2 separate regions of the Capra hircus genome follow, and region 2 is linked to region 1. A link is a contact called in public Hi-C data. All regions are on one chromosome and are shown on one strand. Each heading gives the region's core, a stretch centred on a gene start, on an enhancer-like site or on the middle of the called end of the contact. The rest is flanking DNA. Distances are from core to core; before and after follow the strand shown. Region 1 has its middle 75 kb from the start of NCR1. Region 2 holds the start of LOC102189305 (putative killer cell immunoglobulin-like receptor like protein KIR3DP1).

Region 1 (7,843 bases), core at 3,341-5,840:
ATAAGGAATATCATGTGATGTTTGTCTTCCCCTGACTCTTCTTCTTTATCTGAAACTATTTCCTGACTATGAGTGGAAACTTTGCACACACACATTCTCTCTGTCTCTCTCTTTCTCCCTTTCCAATCCAAGGCTCACAGACGTACAAAAAGATAATGTGTGTAAGATGATTGTGGGGGATTTTGTGAGGAAAGGAAATTGTTTTGCTAGAAAAGGTGGACAACCTTGCTTACTACATAAAACTGTGTAAGGTAGAGACTTCCAAAGTCCAGAATGCTTGAGTGAGAGGGGTGTCCAGAACAATCAACTCCAAAATGGGACAAAATAGCCCAGCTGTTTCTGGATGCCAAGGGCAGACATACACCCAGTTCAACTGTTGTTCATAGACAGGAAAGAATCTCAGTAAGGGCAGTGATTCCACACCATTTTGCTGGGGGTGTGTCATTAACATTAGTGATGCTCCATAAGTAATAAATCTGGTCTCCTCTTGATTATTTTGTATGTAATGGAGTAACAGTACAGTCACCCTTCTTAAAATTTCCTTTTATTTTCCTAATATCATGTTTCAAAATAGATCTGTATTCTTTGTCGTTTCAGTTTGTGCATTTTGGTTCAGTTCAGTCCAGTTTAGTGGCTTAGTCATTTCCGACTCTTTGTGACCCCATGAATCACAGCACACCAGGCCTCCCTGTCCATCACCAACTCCTGGAGCTCACTCAAAGTCACGTCCATCGAGTCAGTGATGCCATCCAACCATCTCATCCTCTGTCATCCCCTTGTCCTCCTGCCCCCAATCCCTCCCAGCATCAGGGTCTTTTCCAATGAGTCAACACTTCACATGATGTGGCCAAAGTATTGGAGTTTCAGCTTCAGCATCAGTCTTTCCAATGAACACCCAGGACTGATCTCCTTTAGGATGGACTGGTTGAATCTCCTTGCAGTCCAAGGGTCTCTCAAGAGTCTTCTCCAACACCACAGTTCAAAAGCAACAATTCTTCATTGCTCAGCTTTATTCACAGTCCAACTCTCACATCCATACATGACCACAGGAAAAACCATAGCCTTGACTAGACAACCTTAGTCAGCAAAGCAATGTCTCTGCTTTTGAATATACTATCTAGGTTGGTCATAACTTTTCTTCCAAGGAGTACACGTCTTTTAATTTCATGGCTGCTGTCACCATCTGCAGTGATTTTGGAGCCCGGAAAAATGAAGTCTGACACTGTTTCCACTGTTTCCCCATCTATTTCCCATGAAGTGATGGGACCGGATGCCATTATCTTCATTTTCTGAATGTTGAACTTTAAGCCAACTTTTTCACTCTCCTCTTTCACTTTCATCAAGAGGCTTTTTAGTTCCTCTTCACTTTCTGCCTTAAGGGTGGTGTCATCTGCATATCTGAGGTTATTGATATTTCTCCCAGCAATCTTGATTCCAGCTTGTGCTTCCTCCAGCCCAGTGTTTCTCATGATGTACACTGCATATAAGTTAAATAAGCAGGTTGACAATATACAGCCTTGACATACTCCTTTTCCCATTTGGAACCAGTCTGTTGTTCCACGTCCAGTTCTAACTGTTGCTTCCTGACCTACACACAGGTTTCTCAAGAGGCAGGTCTGACATTCCCATCTCTTTCAGAATTTTCCACAGTTGATTGTGATCCACACAGTCAAAGGCATTGACATAGTCAATAAAGCAGAAATAGATGTTATTCTGGAACTCTCTTGCTTTTTCTATGATCCAGCAGATGTTGGCCATTTGATCTCTGGTTCCTCTGCCTTTTCTAAAACCAGCTTGAACATCTGGAAGTTCACAGTTCATGCATTGCTGAAGCCTGGCTTGGAGAATTTAGAGCACTAATTTACTAGTGTGTGAGATGAGTGCAATTGTGTGGTAGTTTGATGATTCTTTGGCATTGCCTTTCTTTGGGATTGGAATGAAAACTGACCTTTTCCAGTCCTGTGGCCACTGCTGAGTTTTCCAGATTTGCTGGCATATTGAGGGCACCACTTTCACAATCATCTTTCAGGATTTGAAACAGCTCAACTGGAATTCCATCACCTCCACTAGTTTTGTTCATAGTGATGCTTCCTAAGGCCCACTTGACTTCACATTCCAGCATGTCTGGCTCTAGGTGAGTATGAGTGATCACACCAGCATGATTTTATGGGTTGTGATGGTTTTTATTTGCACAGTTCTTCTGTGTATTCTTGCCACCTCTTCTTAATATCCCCTGCTTCTGTTAGGTCCATACCATTTCTGTCCTTTATCGAGCCCCTCTTTGCATGAAATATTCCCTTGGTATCTCTAATTTTCTTGAAGAGATCTCTAGTCTTCCCCATTCTGTTGTTTTCCTCTATTTCTTTGCATTGATTGCTGAGGAAGGCTTTCTTATCTCTCTTTGCTATTCTTAGGAACTCTGCATTGGAGGCTAATTATTTTACAATATTGTGGTGGTTTTTGCCAAAAATCGACATGAATCAGCCATGGGCCCACATGTATTCCCCATCCAGAACCCTCCTCTCACCTCCCTCCCCATCCCATCCCCCAGAGTCATCCCAGTGCACCAGCCCTGAGCACCCTGTCTCACGCATCGAACCAGGACTGGTGATCTGCTGCAAGTATGATAATACACACATTTCAATACCCTCACAAATCATCCCACCCTCGCCCTCTCCCACAGAGTCCAAAAGACTGTTCTTTACATCTGTGTCTCTTTTGCTGTCTCACATATAGGGTCATCATTACCATCTTTCTAAATTCCATATTTGTGTGTTAGTACAGTGTATTGGTGTTTTTATTTCTGACTTGCTTCACTCTGTATAATAGGCTCCAGTTTCATCCATCTCATTAGAACTGATTCAACTGTATTCTTTTTAATGGCTGAGTAATATTCCTTGGTGATGGACATGGGGGCCTGGCCTGCTGCAATTCATGGGGTCGCAAAGTGTTGGATACGACTGAGCAACTGAACTGAACTGAATAATATTGTTAGTTTCTGCTATACATCAACATGGATCAGCCATAGCTATACTTTCATCCCCTCCAATGGGAAATCTTTTAATCCTGGAATCCTTTGTTCTCGAAGCTGTTCATGCAAGTCTGATCATAAAGTCCATTTAAGTACCTGACAAGGCAAAAGGTTCTGTCTGTTCTGCCACTTTTTATCTCTATATGAATGGGAAAGTGTTATACCTTTCAATTTCAGAGCCTTGAGAATAGTTTAGGCCCTCAGTCGTGTCTGACTCTTTGTGATCCCACGGGCTGCAAGCCGCCAGGCTCCTCTGACCATGGGGGTTCTCCAGGCAAGCATGCTGGGGTGGGTTGCCATTTTCTTCTCCAAGAGATCTTCCTTCGTTGCAGGCAGATTCTTTATCCTCTGAGTCACCAGGAATGCCCATCAGTAACATAATGTGATTCAATATTTCCTCCCACAATTAACGTTGCCATTGTTTTCCGTTTACTTTTAACACACAAGGTGGGAGTTTGGCATCGTGCATTCACTCTCAGTGCAGCATGACACTGACATGGAATATACCATCAATTTAAAAACAGAACTACGAGTACAGTGCTAGATTTCCAATTGTTTTAAAAAAGATATGCAACAAGCAACAGAGATTTACTGTATAGCATGGGGAGTGATAGTCAATATCTTGTAATAACCTAAAATGGAAAATAATCTGAAAAATAATGTATGCATATGAGTATAACTGAAAATCACCTTGCTGTGCACTTGAAACATTGTAAGTCAACTGCACATCAATAAAATATAAATATTATGAGATTAAAAAACGGAACCAGTAAAAGAAATAAATTTTAAAAGAAAGTGAAAGAAAATGAAGTCACTCAGTCATGGCCGACTCTTTGCTACCCTATGGACTGTAGGCTGGCAGGCTCCAATGTTCATGGGATTTTCCAGGCAAGAACACTGGAAGGCATTGCCATTCCTTTCTTCAAACAGTGCAGACCAACTGCAGCATACTCCCTGATGGTCTGTGTGCTCACTCTCACATTCCATCTCTGATACGGTGTATTCACATGGGCACCCTGAGATGCCCGAAGAGTCTCAGCCCAGATGGTGAGTTTGTGGAAGGTCCCTGGAAGGAAGTCAGAGGCTGAGTCCCAGGACTTCCCCACTCCTCACTCCCCAGCTCAGCTCAGGAGGCATTCCAGGTTTTAGCAGCATCACTCTAGAATCCCAGTGCCCCCAGCTCCTCCCCCACCGATTTCCTGGGACTGAAGTGAGACATGGGGACCCAGGAGCCCTGGGATGACTCACCTGCAGGGTTGGGGGTTCTCTGGCCCAGACTCTGACCTGAAAGTGAGATATTTGCCACTGAAAGCTTGGGCTGATTCTCACCCCATCAGAATTCCTGGTCCCTCCAGATGCCTGAGCACTGAGGTTCCCATGAACTGATGGTGGGGTGGGCATCCTGTGCCCTCCTGCAGTCCCCTCCCTCCCTTTCACATCTGGCAGAGGAGGAGAAGCTCAGAGAGGATGGAAGGCATGTCTGCAGCTCTGAGCTCCCAGCCGCCCCCACCCCCGCCCCCGCCCTGTACAGATGAGGAGCCCACGGGGCCCTAGAGGACAAACAGGATGTGGTCCCTGGGGGGCTGCTGCCAACCCTCGGGGTTCCCACGGCCGTGGACTCGCAGCAGGGGGCGGCCCCTCTGTGGACCCAGCCCGGATGTCTCCAGGCAGGGCTCAGGAGGCATCTCAGCCCAGACCTGAGGTCTCAGCACTTTCTCTTTCTGCTCGGCCTGACTGCCTGCTCTAGAGGGTGGGACCCAGGTTCTCGTCCTGAGTCAGTCTGGGACAGTTTGGCTCCAATAGAACTCAGAACTTTATTTTCCCAGTTCCCCCCAGAAATGGAATTTACTTCTCATCTTTGGTCAGTTCAGAAATTATTGCAGAGCACCTACTCTGTACCAGGCATTGATGCCACACAGCAGAAATATACCCATGACCCAGGTAAACCCATCCTCTGTAGGTGCTTGAAGAACTCAGATTCTGCAGAATGTGGGCATCAAATGCTAATAATCAATTATTTTTTTAAAAGAAGAAACAAGAAAATAACTAGGTTTCATGTCTACACTGTAATCATTTTAAAAATTGAAGCTCCTGAACTCTGGTCCAAGCATTTCTGGCAAAAAAAAGAAAAAAAAATATCAGGGAAAACGTGTAAACAGTGACAGATTTTCTTTTCTTGGGCTCCCAAATTACTGAGGACAGGGACAGCAGCCATGAAATTAAAAGACCCTTCTCCTTGCAGGAAAAACTGTGACAAACCTAGACTCTGTATTAGAAATTGCTGTGCCAACAAAGGTCCTTAGAGTCAAAGCTATGGTTTTTCCAGTAGGGATATATGGACGTGAGAGTTGGACATAAAGAAGGCTGAGTACTGAAGAACACATTTTTAGACTGTAATGCTGGGGAAGACTTTTGAGAACCTCATGAACAGCAAGGAGATCAACCCGATCAATTCTAAAGGAAATCAACCCTGAGAATATTCATTGGTAGGACTGATGCTAAAGCTGAAGCTGCAATAATTTGACCACATGATGCAAAGAACTGACTATTGGAAAAGACCCTGATGCTGGGAAAGATTGAGGGCAAGAGGAGAAGAGGGCGACAGAGGATGAGATGGTTGGATGATATCAAGACTCAATGGACTTGAGTTTGGGCAAACTCTGGGAGATAGTGAAGGACAGAGAAGCCTGGCATGCTTCAGTCCATGGGGTTGCAAAAGTCACACCTGACTTAGTGACCAAACAACAACAACAACGTCTACACTGTACTTGAGGGAACAGCTGCTTGAGGAGGTGGAGAGCCATGGGTGGGAGCGGGTGCATTCTAGAGAGAAAAGAACATTCCACAGAACCCTGGACACAGGGTCTCACTGAGGGGCCAGGGGGAGTGGATGGTGGTTATGTACAGTGCTGTCCTCTGTTCAAGGGTGACGATTTTATTTTTAAGAAAAAATGGAATATAGAAGCAAGAGACTGTATGATAAGAAAACTTCATGAAGGTCATATTGTATTAGCTGCTGTAGAGAAAAGGGAAATGAGAATATAAATTTAACTTTTTAAATTAAAAATAAATAATTTTGACCTTCAATTATTCTGATATGGGCCTGTCAACCAGCATTCTAAATGATTTATGTCAATTTTTCTTATGAAAATTGCCCCTTAATAAGGCAAAAACCCATTAACAAGTGATGTAAATGGTAGTGGCTACCTTTGTGTCTACTTTTGATTGGGAGTACAAGAGGAACTTGTTGAGTCTGAGTGTTCTCAGAAGAGCTGATATGAGAGAGCACACGGATGTTAAATGGCCCATTTTCTGTGTGTGTGTGTGTGTGTGTGTGTGTGTGTGTGTGTGTGTGTGTGTGGTGTAATTGCAGGAGTATCATTTGGAGGGAAGCAAAGGTAAGAGCTGAGGTTGGGGGGGAGGGGTCAACTCTGGAGGACCATGAACAGGACTGAATTCAGATAGAAGAGTTTGGAGTTTGCCCTGAAGATGTAGGCACCATGGAAGGATTGGAGACAGAAAGCAGATTCTGAAATGTGAGTTAGAAAGATGAAAAGTGGAGGGTGAACTGGAGATGGGAGTGTGGGTCTGGAGCTCATAACTCAGGGAGGTTATGGGTGGGATCCTGGTGTGGCTGTGGGTGGACTCTGTGGATGGAGAGGACATCAGGGGTCAGAGGGGCCCTGGGGACTGAATTCTTTTACTGTGTGATTGAATATGAGATGTGAGAGTCGAGGAGTTGAGTGTGACCTTCAGCGATGCCCTCAGAGAACTGCTGAACCGAGGTGTGGGGGATTGAGGAGGGCTGGGGAGTTTTGCAAAGTACACTTTGCTCCCACCAGAAAGCACAACTCTTCCTCTTGGGCCCAGAGGGCAGGCTTTACTTCTCCCAGTGACAGGCCAGTGTCTGTAAAAAGCAGATTGTGTGTCTGTCCCCTTGAGGGGAAGCATGTGAGTCATTCTGTCTCTTCAAAGCATCCTGTGATGCTGCATGTTGCTCTCCTCTTCAACCAATGGAGACTCAGGGTTAGACAAGAATGGTCCTCGTCAGAGTTCCTGATCGAGGACAGACGCATATATTAATATATATGATATACTTCCATGAAGCAAAGTAAAAAAAAGACAGGAAATAGCCTGCCCTAATCATCAACTGCCTCAGGAAGTGGTATTGCAACCACTGAAATCTATTGATCTATCTATGTGTCTATCTATGTATCATCATGGAGAATGGAATGCAAACCACTCCAGTATTCTTGCTTGGAGAATCCCATGGACAGAGGACCCTACAAGGTTTCAGTCCAAAGAGTCACAAATAGTTGGACATGACTGAGTGACTAGGCACATGTATCATCTATCTATCCAGTTTCACAGAGTTATAATTGACATACAGTCCTGTGGTATCCAAGGTAATGATCTGACTTACATATATTATGAAATGATTGCACATTCAGATATATCGCACAGCAGTGTGGTATATGTTCCCTCATAGTAACAACACAGAAGCCCCAGCATGTCTTCACTTTTAGTGATCCTGACATTTCTGTTGGTAAAACAGTTCTTGGATGATTTCGTTCTAAGCCAGGGAGAGATCACACACACGACCTCAGGGAGCAACTAAGGCTCTGTGGAGCTTGATTTTCACCCCATTTGCCAGCTCAGTTCACACCGGGGTCCTCATGGTGTTATGCTCTTCAGCCCTCCTCTTGGCTAAGCCAAGCCACATTGTGCCAACAGTTGATAACTTAAAAGGCACAAGATTCTCAAATCCTTTGCTTTGGTGAAAAGAAGCAAAAAAGACAAAACATGCAAATA
Region 2 (7,843 bases), core at 2,973-5,472, 180 kb after region 1:
CAGTGGGTCGCTGGAGTCTGACCACGAGTAGGGAGAGCGAGTGAAGGAGCCGTAGCACCTGTAGACCCCGCTGTGGGCTGGGGTCCCAGGACCCAGAGGGAACTCTGCCTGGAGTTCTCCATGGGGGCTTTGCCCTCCAGCAAACGGGTGCCCAAGGTCCTCCCCCTCCCTGAGCAGATGGAACTGGTCAAAGGCACTCTCGGAGCTGCAGACCAAGGTCACGTTCTCTCCTGACCTCACCACGGGGCCTCCCTGGGCTGAGAGAGAGGGTTTCCTGGACGGACCTAGAAGGAGGAGACCTTGATCTCAGAGCACAAAGTAACTCTAGTCCTAAGTACAGGACTAAAGCCAGAAGTGTGCAACAAGAGAGGCACTGCAGTGAGAAGGCCGCCCACCGCCAGGAAGAAAGACCCACAGCAAGGGATACCCAGCACAGGGAAAAATTTCAGAATAACTTTAAAAATGGGGTGTCATTTAAAATCCTCTTGAGCAAATTAATAATTTTTCAAACGGATTGTCATTTAATGTCCTTTTTTTTAAAAAGTGTGTATATATATATATATATGAATAACTGAATCACTCTGTTTTACAACAGGAATTAGCAACATCTTAAATCAAGTAGACTTCAACAAACATAAATAAAAATAAACTTAAAAAATCAAATATGTGCGGTTCTCTTGAAATAAAGGGAACTTACTAACTACTGCTGGGACTGTCAGAAAACAAGGCATTGACCCAGAAGAAGAGATTATGGAGTGGAAATTGCCAGAATCTCTTTTGATCTTTGACTGTCTCATTCTTGAGGGCGTGTTCCGGGCTGCCATGCCCACCCCCAGGGGCTGGAAGGGACTCCTCAGTGGGAGGGTTGGAGGGTCAACTGCCCCCACTTTATGCGCAAGGATGCGTTAAACCAAGAGGCTGAGCAATGTCAGAGTGTCGACCTCCATCTTGATCACCCAGGGGCTGGACTGCAGGCTGTCTGGTACCGCATGTGCTGCTGACTGAGGAAAGGAGCTCTGACATGAAAGTGGGAAACCAACCCCTTAACCACCATCAGTGGCTGCCTGAGCGGGAACTGCCCGCATCCCTGCTCTGGTGCATTTTTCTCCATGTGTCGATCTTTCACGTTCTTGCTGCTTCCCTCTGTCACCAGCTGTGTCTTCCCCTTAGCACACAGCAGGGACTCTGTTCTCTTTTCCCTTCCGTGTTCACACCTCCTCTCTGTCTGGTTTGCTCCCTCTCCCGAGTTTGTGAGTGCCTCTACACGCCTGTCATTCTCTCCCAGTACTGATGCTGGACTGGACACCAGGCCTTCTGTGACACAGAGAACAGAAGGGACTAGTCTGGTCACACTCACCTGTGATGATGATGTCCACAAGGTCGCTGGGGGCAGACCACTCATAGGGGGAGTGTCTGAGAGAGCCATAGCATCTGTAGGTGCCCGCACTTGCCAAAGTCATGGGGCCAATGAAAAAGTCAGCTGGGGCGTGCCCACCAGTGAGCATCTCTCCACGTCTCTGGAAATGCCCTGTGCTGCTTTTTTTCTGCAGGATGAATTTGTCAAGCAGCATTGATGAGTGACAGCGGAGGGTCACATTCTCTCCCGCACGCACAAGGGGGCCTGGGTGGGCTGAGATGGAGGGTTTTGTGGACACACCTAGGAGCAAAGAGGTTGTGAGCTTCAGTGAGTCACCTCGCCTCGGTGCTATTCTTGACATCTGAAGGTGAGAAAAATGTCTGTGAACCATCAAAGCCAATTACCCTCCCTGTGTGTTCTGGTGCATTTTCTTTAGCCTTGTTCTCAGGCTCTGGCTCATGCTTTTCTGTTTCTCTTTGCTCAAGACCTCCAGCCTCCTCTGTGTTTATTCTAAGCTCTTTAGCTGTCGGATCTGCTCTCAGCTTCATGAATTCATACTCAGTCACTTCAGTTGTGTCTCACTCTGTGGGGCCCCATGGATGGTAGCCCACCATGCTCCTCTGTCCATGGGATTCTCCAGTTGAGAATACTGGAGTGGGTTGCAGTGCTCTTAACTTCATCCCATCCCTTTATGCGTGGGGGGGCCCTGGGGTGGGTCTGCTTCTCTGGTAGAATACATACCAGGTATAATACATACTTGGCTCCCTTCACACTCGTCTCCTAGAATGTGGGTGATGATTGGCAGGAGATTGGGAAGGAGGTGGAGAAAAAAGTGAACATTTCCCCACCTCTGACCGCCACTTCACGCCTCTGGAGACATTCCTGGGCTGACGTGGTCTTTACTGGGACCCCAGCTCCTTCATATGGGATTACAGCTCCCTACTGGGTGGCAGGTGCTGGATCAGGATCCCCCCTCATCCTCCCAGCTGGCAGGCAGTGGCAGCATCCTGTCTAACTAATGCCTAGGGAGACTCCTGCTTCCTGAGCCAGGGGAACACATCCCTCTATTTAACACCCTGAGTTTAAACTCTCAGACTTGGTTCTCTTTCCTTGCTTCAGTTCTGGCTGGGAGTCCTGAGGATGTCTTGGCTGCACGGGCACGTGGACCTAGGGTAGGATTGCCTGCAGGCGCGGATGTCCCAGGCTGGGCTGCACCCCTCCTACCTGTGACCACAATCGGCAGGGGGTCACTGACATTGGACCGCACAGAGCGAGACAAGTTGGCTCCAGAACATGTGTAGGACCCGGCATGTTCTCTGGTCACTGGGCCAAGGGGGAAGGTGTTGAACTGTTGTTCCTGGAGCTTGCGCAAACGGGCCCCATCTCTTTTGAGCAGTCTGAATATCACAAATGGAGGACCGGAGTGACAATGAAGAGTCACAGCCTGCCCTAAGGGAACCACAGGGCTTGGCCAGGCTGACAAAGAGGGCTTCTCATATTCACCTAGGAGAGAAGGAGACACAGGCTTTGAGAGAAAACTAGGAATGATCCCCTCTCCCCACTGCCCTTGTGGGCACTTCCCCTTCAATTCTTCCAACTCTCCTCCCCTAAAGTGCATCAGCCTGATGCTCAGGGACACCTGGGGCCTGGGGACAGACAGAGACACAGTCAATGCAGGACGGACATCATGAGGTTCTAAGAATATGATTCTAGGAAATAATTCTTCACTCCTTGGGTTGACAAAATGTTCAGAAACTTTCTCTCAAAACACAAGTCATTGGGGATTTCCTGGTGGTCCAGTGGTTAGGACTCAGCACTTTCTCTGCCAAGGGCCCGAGTTGAATCCCTGATCAGGGAACTAAGATCCTGCAACCTGCACAATGCAGGCAAAAGAAAACATCACCAAAAAAAATTGATGCCTGGACAAGAAGGGAAAGGACTTCCGTGTTGCCTTTGTTGTAGCTCAAATGGTAAAGAATCTTCCTGCAATGCAGGAGAGCAGGGTTCAGTCTCTGAGTTGGCACGATCCCCTGGTCAAGGAAATGGCAACCCACTCCTGCATTCCTGCCTGGAGAATCCCATGGATACAGGAGCCTGGTGACCTATGGTCCGTGGGGTCACAAAGATTTGGACTCGACAGAGTGACTAACACTAACACAACTAAGCAGTGAAAACCCACTTGCCTGCAAAGAAGGAAGTAAACCTTGACCCTCGCTCCTTTGTTAGGTAACCTACATCAAATCTGTGACAAGGTCCAGGAGGCCCTGCCTGAGGTCCAGACCCTTCCCTGGGGTCAGCTCTAGTGTGTGCTCCTGCAGATCCTGTCAAAGGCTGGATGGAGAGGCCATGAGCCACCTTGTCCAAGAGGGGTCTGTGGGGTGCAGCCTCTTGCTCCCGTCTCATAATTGAAATGGCACTCAATGGGCCTAGCTCCCAGCTGCCAGACTTCACACTGTGCCTTCAGGTCCAGAGTCCAGAGCTGGGCTAACCTCTGGGGAGAGTGAAGATGAGTATCAATGCCAATAGGAGGACCTGGGATCCACAGGACACACGGCTCTCACTGTACTGACAGGGGTCTCACCCCAGCCCCCAGTGTCATCTGCATCAGCCACAACTGCTCTGCTCAAAAGAGAAATAAGGGATGGGGAGGACTCACCCACAGCTGCCCGGATCCTCAGACTCACACAGAATCCTAGGAGGAAAACCCCATCAGAGATGGCTTGTTCTGAGGGACCCCGCGCTCCTTGCACCCTCATCCAGGGAACCTGGGCAGTGGTGCGAGGACCCCCCGACTTCCACCATAACCCTTTCTGACTGTCTTTTCAGACTCACCGAGACTCAGGAGGCTGAGGAGTGTGGGGCTCATGGCTCTGCTTCTGTGAGACAGGAGGCAGAACTGAGCAAAGCTGACAGAGTCACAGGATGCGGAAGACGGTCGGTTTTGTTGGTACAGTCAGCCTGGTTGATGTCACATGAGAAGATGGCCAGCCTGTACTCACACCAGGGATGGAAGTCTGACCTGAGCCGCCTCACTGAGCCCGCCTCACCACCCGAGCATCACTTTTTGTTTCTCTAAATGCTATCAACGTAAGAGGATTCGAACAGATCTTGCTGCCTTTAAGAAGTAGTAACTGTGATTCAATGTATAGCATGCAAGATGCTTTTCCCAAGCTCATGATAAATCTCATTCACCTTAACTCTTCACAGAAGACAAACCACATGTTCCCACCTCATATGTCAGGCTCAGTGCAGATTGCCAATTAAAGACTCATTAATAGAGTCTTTGATTCTGCATTCTTATGAGAGGACCAGACGTGTATTATGGCTCTTTGAAAATATGAAAAAATTCTGCACTGTAATATATGTGATTAAGAAACTAACTGTGTTAGTTTCAGGTGTACTGCAAAGTGATTCAGTTATACATATACATGCATCTCTTGCTTTTCAAATTCTTTTCCCACTTAGGTAGTTACAGAATATTAAGTAGAATTCTCTGTTTTATACAGTAGGTCCTTGTTGGTCATCCATTAAAACATAGCCGTGTGTATACGTCAATCCCAAACTTACCATATAACCTCCCCCTGACACTATCCCTCTTGGTAACCGTAAGTTCCTTCTCTGTGAGTCTGTTTTGTAAATAAGTTCATTTTCTTAGATGTCACAAGTAAGTGATATCATGTGATATTTGTGTTTCTCTGACTCTTCTTCATCTGAAATTATTTCGTGACTGTGAGTGGAGACTTTGCACACAGACACTCTCTCTGTCTCTCTCTTCCTCCCTTTCCAATCCAAGGACCACACATGTACACAAAGATAACGTGTGTAAAGGTGACTGTGGTGTTTTTTGGGAGGGGGATTTGTTCTGCCTAAACAAGTAGACCACCTTGCTTCCTAGATACTCAGATGAACACAAAATATGTCAAGTAGAGACTTCCAAGCTCCAGCATGCTTGAATGAGGGGCGTGCCCACAACAACCAACTCCAAACTGGGACACAATGGCCCAGCTGTTTCAGGAGGCCAAGGACAGACGTACACCCAGTTCAGCTGTTGTTCATAGACAGGAAAGAACCTCAGTAAGGGCAGCGATTCCACACCGTTGTGCTGGGGGTGGGGGTTGTTAACATTAATGATGCTCCCTAAGCAATAAATCAGGTCTCCTCTTGATCATGATGTATGTAATGGAGTAACAGTACAGTCACCCTTCTTAAAATCTCCTTTTATTTACTTAATATCATGTTTGGAATTGATCTGTATTCTTGTCATTTCAGTTTGTGCATTTTTACTGCCATGTAGTGTTTCATTGCAGATCTTTAAACCACACATTTTTTAAAATATAACTTTATTTGTTTTAATTGGAGGTTAATTACTTTACAATATGGTATTGGTTTTGCCATACATCAACATGAATCCGCCACAGGTATACACGTGTTCCCCATCCTGAACCCCCCTCCCTCCTCCCTCCTCCCTCCCTGTACCATCCCCCTGGGTCGTCCCAGTGCACCAGCCCCAAGCATCCAGTATCATGCATTGAAGCATCGAACCTCGACTGGTGATTCGTATCATATATGATATTATACATGTTTCAGTGGCATTCTCCCAAATCATCCCACCCTCACCCTCTCCCACAGAGTCCAAAAACTATTCTACACATCTTTTTTACTGTCTCGCATACAGATTTTTAAAAATTAAAAAAATGTATTGAAGTATAGTTCTTTTCTGCCGTACAGCAAATTGATTCAGCTCGACATGCATATTCCTTTCCATTATGATTTATGCCAAGATTCTGAATAAATTTCCCTGTGCCATACTGTAGGACCTCATTCTTTATCCATTCTATGTATAAATAGATTTTGTCTGCTAATCCGAAGCTCCCAATCCTTCCCTCCTTGGCAACCACAAGCCTGTTCTCTATGTCTATGAGTCTGTTCCTGTTTCATTGATATGTTCCTTTTAGATTCCACATACGGGTGATATCACATGAAAATTGTCTTTCTCTTTCTGTCTACTTCCATTAATATGTTAATCTCCAGGTCCATCCATGCTGCTGCAAATGGCATGATTTCATTCTGTAAATGTCTGGGTGGTGTTCCATTCTCTGTGTGTATAAGCATATACATCTTCTTTATCCATTCATCTCTCGATGGACAATTAGGCTGTTCCCATGTCTTGGCTATTGTAAGTTTTGCTGCTGTGAACAAGGGGTGCATGAATCTTCTCATGGTATAGTTTTTTTCCCAGATATATGCTCAGGACTGGAATTGTTGGATCTTATGGAAACTCTGTTTTTACTTTTTTTGAGGAACTGTCGTACTGTTTTCCACAGTGGATGCACCAGCTTGTGCGCCCCCAACAGTGTAACAGGGTTTCCCTCTTCTTCACACCCTCTCCAAGATCTGTTATTCATCAAGTGTCTAATGATGCCCATTCTGATCGGTATGAGGTGGTACCTCCTTGCAGTGTTGATTTGCCTTTCTCTACTAATTAGCAATGCTGAGCATCTTTTCATATGCCTGTTCGCCATCTGGGTATCTTCTTTTAAGCCACAGATATCAATTGTGAGAATGACATCTATGGATTTTGTCTAAAATGAATGACACCTCTGCTAAAGTCTCATAAATGTGCTCTGAGTCCAACTTCATGTTGCTTGTCAAGCGTCAGAGTGATGAGGCCTTCAGGAAAGGAATAGTGACTTTATTTGGAAAGCCAGCAGACCAATGAGATTGTGAACTTTTGCCCCAAAGAATCATCTTACCTGAGTTAGAGGGGCTTTTTGGGGAGTGAGAGGGATGGTCCAACAGTGTTTACTGAATGTAAAATAACCCTAGCCAATGGGGAAGAAAATTCCAAGAAGAGAGAAAAATACAGATTAAATACCCATGTGTGAATTCACACACACACACACACACACACACACACACACACACACACTAGAAGAGGAGGAGGTGTACCTGGTTGTTGCAGTGTTTTAATTGACTAGTTAATGTCTGTGCTGGCTCTTCATCGCTGTGCACAGGCTTTCTCTAGTTTTGGGAACAGGGCTGCTCTTTCCTGTGGAGCAGGGTCTCTCATTGCTGTGGCTTCTCTTGTTGTGGAGCACCCGCTCTAGGCACATGGGCTTGTGGCCCATGGGCTTAACTGCCCCGAGGCACGTGGAATCTTCCCATTCCCAGGATCGGACCCATGTCCCCCACATGGGGAAGCAGATTCTCAACCACTGGACCACCAGGGAAGTCCTGTTGCAAGACTTTTTTTTTTATTTTTAATTCTAGGACAATTACAATACTGCGATGGCTTCTGCCATACATCAACATGGATCAGCCATAGCTGTACTTACGTCCCCTCCACTGTGGAAATCTTTTAATCCAGGAATCCTTTGTTCTTCAAGTTATCCATGCAGGTCTGGTCATAATGTCCCTTTAAGCCCCTGACAAGACAAAAGGTTCTGTCTGTTCTGCCACTTTTTATCTCTATACGAATGGGAAAGT

Evidence for each region. A called contact is a pair of places that touch in the nucleus more often than the background predicts.
Region 2: a contact with region 1 is called in a Hi-C map of liver, with 8 times the contacts expected there. The contact joins the promoter of LOC102189305 here to the enhancer-like site in region 1. A contact is called at or near these places in 3 of 5 Hi-C or Micro-C datasets (blood and liver).

The regions. Positions count from the first base shown.
Region 1 is chr18:64,322,196-64,330,038 of ARS1.2, forward strand. No RefSeq gene overlaps it. Among named protein-coding and RNA genes, the nearest start is that of NCR1, 75 kb to the left of the region's middle. Within about 2 kb of position 4,591, at least 1 of the 5 cell types and tissues checked has an H3K27ac peak or open chromatin away from gene starts, as enhancers often do.
Region 2 is chr18:64,505,337-64,513,179 of ARS1.2, forward strand. LOC102189305 (putative killer cell immunoglobulin-like receptor like protein KIR3DP1) reads right to left here and starts at 4,223. Exons shown (of 9, transcript XM_018063126.1): 1 at 4,190-4,223; 2 at 4,014-4,049; 3 at 2,582-2,860; 4 at 1,358-1,657; 5 at 1-284. The coding sequence starts at 4,223.